2 separate regions of the Zea mays genome follow, and region 2 is linked to region 1. A link is a contact called in public Hi-C data. All regions are on one chromosome and are shown on one strand. Each heading gives the region's core, a stretch centred on a gene start, on an enhancer-like site or on the middle of the called end of the contact. The rest is flanking DNA. Distances are from core to core; before and after follow the strand shown. Region 1 has its middle 80 kb from the start of LOC100274108. Region 2 holds the start of LOC100274108 (Sugar transport protein 7).

Region 1 (3,938 bases), core at 888-3,387:
CCCCCCTGAAGCACCAATAGAAGGTGTAAACCAAAAATACTCAAACCCATGAGGGCAAAAATTGTGAATATATGCAGCATCAAAGTACTCACGTTTAGTTTCCTGAATGCAAACAATATCACTTTCTAATTCAATTACTTTAGAGTAAATGTTAAAGATACATTCTGCATGGTATATCGTTTGCTGCATAGTAAAGAGGAAAATAGGCAACTTAAATATTCTGTTTCTTGCGCTCTTTGTATCGAGCCACAAGAGATAAAACTTTTCACGTATTTTTTGTGTGTATATCCGCGTGACTTATGATGTAGTGGCTGGTGATTTTCTGGTGCCTGTTTTTTTTTACTAATTTACATTTTGATTTCCACTATATCTTGAATCAATCTGATCATGGAAATCGTGGACGAGTCGGGTTTCTTCCTTTTTTTGTATGTGGTTATATATGTTGAGCTCACTTACTTATAGAGGGAGACATCATATGCTCCTGAACACAAGAGAAAAACCGATCTACTAGGTTGATCGACCTTATGCTTCCACTATCAGTGACGTTGGCGTGATGCATCGATCACGTGACTATTCGTTGAGTTGATCTACGCTGCAACGTTCTGTGGCCTTATCAAGCCTTCGTTCTCGATCTTATCGTCGATTACGCTAGAGCGATCCCAAATAATGACGAGTTTCTCTTTCACGTTTAATGTAGATTTGATATTCTATATGGATTTGATGTTTTTCGCTATGTGTGTTCTATCTCTAATTTTTTTACTAGTTGGAGTTAACTTAATCTTTGAAGTGTGTAATTCTTTGACACTTGCAAACAGTTTTTTTCCTAGCTAGGTTTAGAGCTGAAAGTTGGGCCGTGCAGGGCTGGTATGGCCCGCGCCCATAATGCTTTGGTTATTTTTTTCTATACCAACACGACATGAAATAATTTTAGGCTAGACCGTGCCGTGTGCAGATACTAAAAGCTAGACCCGGTCCGGCTCAAAGCACAACGGGCCAATGATCATGTCTTGCCGGAAAAAAAACTTGTATATATCTAAAAAAATATATCTTCAAAATATTTATAACTTTGCTATAGACTAAAAAATCATAGGAGAAAGAGAAATTAATGTTTTCTGTAACTTTTGTGAAGAGATAAAAGAATATTGAAGTACAAAATAACCATCTAAACGTTAGTTTTCTAATCCATGCCTCACTTGCCTAAGTTTAAATTACACCACGAGTCCACGACCCATTTACATTTACCTTCGCGCTGAACCGTGCTTTAGACTCTGTATTTTCGTGTGGCCCCGCCCAAACTTTTAGACGTAGCTAGGTCGAGTATCGGCAACAAAGACCGAGTTGCTTCCTTGTTTATTTCTGTGGCTATATGATGGGTAGCCAATCAACTCTGTAGACTCGGCATTCAAGAGATGATGGAATTGCTCCAGCCCGTGTTCAGTCCAGTGCTTGCTTGTGTTCACTCCGGTTGGCCTTGCGTGTGGTGCTGGAGGATCAATCGACAGCCAGAATAACCCCTGCTATTGACACCGGACACCGATCAGTCCATCTAGGCAAGATTTCAAGTTTAGGCCCACTGCTAGGGTCCTAATCATGCCATTAAAATCTCAGCGATCAGCGGCGTCCACCACTTGGTCAGTACGAAGGCACATCAGTGTCACCACCCGTCGCGACCACGCACTACGGATGCCTGCCTGTCAAGTGCCAAGACCCGCGCGCTCGGCGAAGTCCTCCTCTCCTCTCCCGGCCTGAGCCGCCGCTCTGGGGCCGGTAGAAACGGCCGGCCGCCGTCGCTGGGCGCTGGCAACTCCCCGCGCCGTTCAGCGTCGTGCGGCGGTGAGGTCGGCCAGGTCACCGCAAAATTAGCATGCTGCAGCGTCAGAGGGGTTACGGTCACGACTGGTCGCTCGCCTTGCATCCGGGACGCTGGTGCGTTTGTGAACGTGAACGACCCAGAGGTTGCACGCGTCGGCGTCGCCGTCCCACCCCACGGTGGATTTGGCTGGTCTGAGACAGCGAGGGAGCCTGCGGGTCAAGCGTGAAGCGGGAGACAAGAGCCTGGGTGAAGTGCGCATGAGCTGTGATGAGCTCAGGTAACGGCAGGGAGGTGTCCTCGCCGTGTCTGGAGAGCTTTTCACGGTGACGGCGAGGGTGGCTTTCATCGTTTTCGAAGGATGGATGATACACGGCACTGGATCGGGCTCGAGCGTGTACTTTCTCCGAGCCCAGAAAGCCCACATTATGATTGGCCACGCACGAAGCTTGCCTATCCTTTCTGGCCCAACAACTGCAGCGGAAATCAAACACGCAGGATGATTTCCTTCTCGCCCTCGTCCCATTCCACTTTCTTCCTTTATTCTTATACTTCCTCCGTTTCTTTTTATTAGTCGCTAAATAGTGTAATTTTGCACTATCCAGCGACTAATAAAAAGAAACGGAGGGAGTATATGCTTAGGTTATCTCTAACAATTTATTCATCATATCTTATATCCTATTTTATGTTTTAAATTAAGTTTAGAGTGCAAGATAGTATTTTCCACAACCATATATCCAATCTGCTTGAGACAACCTTATCTCTTATCTCGTATGGTAGCAATTATTATTGTAGCATAGCTGAGCCGATGATGTTGTTGATGTGGACCCCACTCAGTGTAATTAGTAATTAGTTATTCAAAATCAGAAACCATAGCTCACACTGATGACTCTCTCTCTCTCTATCCTTTGGTGACGCAAGGTAAAAAAAATGCCCGAGAGTTTGATTAGCCGAAGAGCCTGAAACGGTGAAAAAACAACTAGAAGCCATTGGGCTATTAAATAAACATACAACAATCAGGATCAGAATAATATAGGCGTAGCAGCTATCCTGAGTAGGTGGTAGGAACAATCTAAGAGATCAGATGTTTGAGAGGTTAGCATGCCATTCTTGTTTCAGATACATCGTTCAATACTCAGGCTTCTTGCACATTCTAATAAATATATAAAAATATTTAAAGATAATATACTGCTAAGAAAGTAAGAAATGAGTACTAATAGGATACATATTCCTTTTCAAATACAAAATGTGTTTTTATAGGATATAAATTTCAACAAAACAAATTGACACACAGATTCCAGATTCGACCCTAAAATTGCATTATATTAAATAGTCAAAATTTATCATATTCTTATATCTCTCCTAACTTTTTGGAGAAATGCTTCAAATTCAGTTGTTTTATTTAGACTTATCAACCATACTTTTACGAGTTGCAACAAATTCATGTCTAACAGTGACACTAGTACACAGAAGCTCTATAGTGGCGGTTCTAAACATATTTACACTGGCGTTTTTCAGTACCGCCAGTGCTAGGGGTCAGTGGAAATCAGCATTTCCACTGGCGGTTATTTTGGAACCGCCAGTGAAAAGTTCATTTTCACTGGCGGTTTTCTTAACGAACCGCCAGTGAAAAGTGCATTTCCACTGGCGGCTGAATAAAGAAAACCGCCAGTGGAAATGCATTTTCACTGGCGGTTTTCTTAACGAACCGCCAGTGTAAATGCACTTTTCACTGGCGGTTTTCTTTATAAAACCGCCAGTGGAAGTTTTCCCGCCTTTTTTCAAAATTTCAAACAATACTGAATTATATATATATTTATTTACACACACACAAACATATATATATATATATCTATATTGATATTGAAAGCAACATGAAATTAAATTCTATCATACATTTATATACATCAAAGTATTCTGTTTACAACCATATATGCTTCATGCATTCTATACATCATAAGTTTTCACCTAAGCTCTAATAACTATCTCGGCTAAGAGATAATCTACTAATTTCTGTTAGTATTCTGAACTCTGGCAAAGCTAATGTCCCGGAAGCATCGTGATATTTTCCTTCTGCGGGAATGACCTCTTTCAATATGAATGTGCAGAGGTCCTCGACTATGCCATA
Region 2 (3,902 bases), core at 1,075-3,574, 80 kb before region 1:
AACCAATATCATAAAATACGATTGTGTACCGTCGCAACGCACGGATATTATAGCAGTATATATTACAAGTATCAGTTTATATAAGAAAAACGTAAAAACAGAGAAAGTCTAATTAAGGAGGAGGACCGAAAAGAGAGCGTACTGTTTTTAGGTAATCATTAGACAGGTAAATAGATAGTTATGTTCAGTTGATAGAACTTTGAGTGCTTTCAACGCCGATGGTCTCTACTCTCTACTAGTTAGAGATAAATATCAAGTGGTCATGTTGTCATTTGATAAACTGCAGTAGTTGCCATGTTATATACGCTAATAGTACTTATCACGGTGCGTGTAAACCGGGTCCTGCAGTTGACTTTGTTTTGACTTGCGAATATAATAGATACTACTTTTTAATAAAATAATAACACTCTCTGCGTACTATAAAGTTCTTATTGTAGACGAAACTACTGTAGATTCTACAGATTCTGTCGTGAAAAATCATCAATATCCATAGCATTAAATATGTATGCGGTTTTTATTTTGTGTTAAGTTCATTAATACTTACTTGGTACTCATAACACTGCTGATACTTTTATATAAGAAATTAATCAAACTTGATAGTTTGGCCTGCTACAAAATGCTATACAGCCACTTTTAAATCACAGGCCTGTCTACCTAAGGATAAGGTTTGGACTTCGAACCAGAATGGCAGAATCACGCAGCAACGGCAGTTGATGCCCTTCATCGGTTTGTTTTTTTTTGTTTTTTTTGTTTTTTTGATGGAACCAAATGAGGGAGTCCTTCGTCTTCCTACCAGTAGGAATTTTGCATATCCCTTTTCTTTTTCTTTTTCCCGTGTGACGGCATGAACGGCGGCACGGCGCTCAATGCACCCCGCAACTACTACTCCCCTCCCAAATAGAAGAAAAAAACTTTGACAAACACAAGAAGATTTGCTCGTCAGTCGTCACATGTGGGTGTTTTCACTGCAGCCTTTTTCCTGGTCCCTGCCGTGCTATCATTCTCAAGGATTACCTAGGCGCTCAGTAACGAAGTGTGCAGCTACACAACCCTGTCGCGGAAATTGTCTGGTGGTGAGTACGGCCAAGCGGAAATTGAGTCGCTACCAACGACGAGGCGAATAATTGGTCCTGAACTATTCAACGAGGATCGGCAGATGCGTGAGCGTTCGAACACGAGCTAAAATCTTTCCACTCGTCGAAAGTCAGAGTCGAGCCCGCAGGTACAGTACACAGAGCGCCTCGCGTGCTACTCCTCTGCAGTCTGCACTGACGAGGAAGGAGAGGAGAGGAGAGGAGATGGAGCTGAACGGCAGCGACAGGCACCGAAGCAGAACACGCAGCGCCCACCAACTCTGACTGCAAGCTTTGTGGCGTCCGCGCGCTTGTCGTGCCCGGTGGCGCCTCGAAGCTAGTCTCACACAAGTCGCTCGGAGGTCGGAGCCGACCAAAATTACATGTGCCAACAATCGTCGTCCTACCCAGACCAATCACGCGGCCTTCGGTTGGCAGGCGAAAAGGCGTGTCGTCCGAAGATACCACGAAATCCAGCTCGCCAAAAGGCCCGGCTCCATGTGTGAGATGCGTCATACAGTGATCAGTGACGCGTGCGTGCCGAAGCCGAACTGTTGCGGGAACGCGACGGACACCTCGCTCGCTGCTGGCTGTGGCCTGTGGGCCTGTGGCTAGCTGGGCGGCAAGACATGACTAGAGCGGCCAAATCCGAGCGGGGCCACGCCCACGCCCACGCCGGCGTCACGGCCTAGTACGACCATGGAACGCGCGGGGTAGCTGCCTGCCGCAAGCTATCCGGCTTGTTCGTTTGCCCGCTCGCTCACGGGTGAGAGAATTAGGCGGACACGGCACGGGTGAGGGAGCGGAGCGCGGACGTACGTACCGGAGATGCCGATGTCGTAGCCGAAGATGGCGCCCCCGACGGCGGCCACGAGGCAGGTCGTGGCGACGGCGAGCGTCATGCGCCCCTTGTACTGCGCCGCGCGCTCCGTCTTCACGCCCAGCGCCGCCACCCCTCCGCCCGCCATCGCTGCTGGATGCTTCCTGGCTCCGATCCCGGCGCTCTCTCTCTCTCTCTCTCTCTCTCTTCTCCTCCAAGACGAACTCGGCCAGCAGAAGATCCGAGCTATCAACCGCACCACACGGAAGCAATGCTCTAACCGACGACCGCCCGTCCGCAGACCACAGGTTTAATTAGACGCGGAGTCGACTACCTCGCTTGATCCGTTGATCCTTCGGTTGTCTCTTCCCTTCTTTGACCTGCCAGACTCATGGGGCGAACTAGAGTCTAGAGTGTGAAGTGAATGGGGGACACAGAGAGCCAGCATGTTGGGGATGGGTCTACGGTTGCTTACATAAGCGGCGAGCAGGACGACAGCTAAGCTAACTCATGCATCGGGCCGTTGAGATACAGATAGGAATACGTATCTACTGACTGTCCGAAGAGAAGTGGACAGTGATTTAAATACCCTTGTAATAGTTAAAATATCCTAATAAATTTTCAGATACCAAAATATAATCTTAGATCATATATATTTGATATTGTTATTAATTAGAAAAAACAAAACAACCGAATACTGCTAATATTAGATATGGCAATGGGTCCCCATCGCCGATTCCCTAGGGAATTCCTCCATTAGGAGCTAGTTTAGGAACCACAAAACTGGAGGGTATTGGAGGGGCTAAATTCCACATCTTATTCAAAATTGAATAAGAAGGGGAATTTAGCCCCTCCAATCCACTCCAGATTTATAGCTCCCAAACTAGCCCTAGAGGATGGAAGACGGGATGGAGAAGTTTCTTCTCCACGAGAATGTAAACTATGGATGACAATGGGTAGGGTTCGGGTCGGGTAGCTAAATCCGCCCATAATCACACCTGTGGGTGAAATTTCAAACCCGCGCTTGAACCCGTCGGATTTCGGGCCACCCACGGGTTTTTACTCAGTGTGTATTTTTAAACAATAATTGGCTATAAGCAATTAAGTACCAACAATAATTCATTTATATCTACAAATTTTAAGTCTTCTCATATTGATAAACATGAAAACATTACAAACCATTAACCAAGTTACTCCCTCAAAATAATCATCGTTGTATCTTAATCATTTTCACGCATAATAAATAATAAACTAAATTTCGGGTCGATGTAGGTCACCCATGGGTTGAAATGAAAACCCACACCTGCAAAACTTCGGGTCGAGTACGGGTTGCACCCGCGGGTCAAAATCTACATCCATACCCACACCCATCGGGTCAGATACCTTCAGGTTTCAGTTTTGTGGGTTAAAATTCTCATCCCTAATATAAACGAGGAAAATTCGTTCCCCCGACGGGTAAACGGGGATGGGACGAGGAAGCACTCTCCATCCTTGTTCCCCGTGAGGACCCATTAAACCTGCATGTGACGATGTTTTCGTATCTACCGACTGTCGAAGAGAAATGGACAGTGATTTAAATACCCTTTTAATGGTTAAAATATCCTAATAAATTTTCAGATACCAAAATACAATCTTAGATCATATATATTTGATATTGTTATTGATTAGAGAAAAAAACAAAACAACCGAATACTGCTAAGACATCTTCTAAGACTATCTCCAGCAGCTTACTCATCTGCATCCTTATATTATAACTTTACTTTGCGAACAGTGTCGTCTACAATGCAGTATAAAAATAGTATTTTAGGTAAACTATGAGTAAATTGCTAGACACGGTTTAAGCAACCAGATAATTATCGGTAGCCTCGCTAACGCGGGCCACGTGCTGTCGGGGTCCGTGCCCTTAGCGTCTACCTTAGCTTTGGCTAAGATAGAGGTTCATCACGCTAGGACCAAATCTCGATGCCTATACCTCTAAGGTTCTATTAGCCTGCGACGTCTATCTGAGT

What was found. Hi-C and Micro-C count contacts between places; a contact is called where the count stands out from the background.
Region 2: a contact with region 1 is called in a Hi-C map of ear, with 3 times the contacts expected there. The contact joins the promoter of LOC100274108 here to the enhancer-like site in region 1. A contact is called at or near these places in 9 of 25 Hi-C or Micro-C datasets (bundle sheath, ear, endosperm and 2 more) and 1 of 3 datasets of contacts at active chromatin or transcription factors (seedling).

What each region holds. Positions count from the first base shown.
Region 1 is chr7:117,723,255-117,727,192 of Zm-B73-REFERENCE-NAM-5.0, reverse strand. No RefSeq gene overlaps it. Among protein-coding and RNA genes, the nearest start is that of LOC100274108, 80 kb to the left of the region's middle. Within about 2 kb of position 2,137, at least 19 of the 20 cell types and tissues checked have an H3K27ac peak or open chromatin away from gene starts, as enhancers often do. A contact at or near this core is called in bundle sheath, ear, endosperm and 3 more, where this site is marked.
Region 2 is chr7:117,803,270-117,807,171 of Zm-B73-REFERENCE-NAM-5.0, reverse strand. It overlaps LOC100274108 (Sugar transport protein 7), which reads right to left and starts at 2,324. Exons shown (of 3, transcript NM_001148487.1): 1 at 1,897-2,324. The coding sequence starts at 2,041.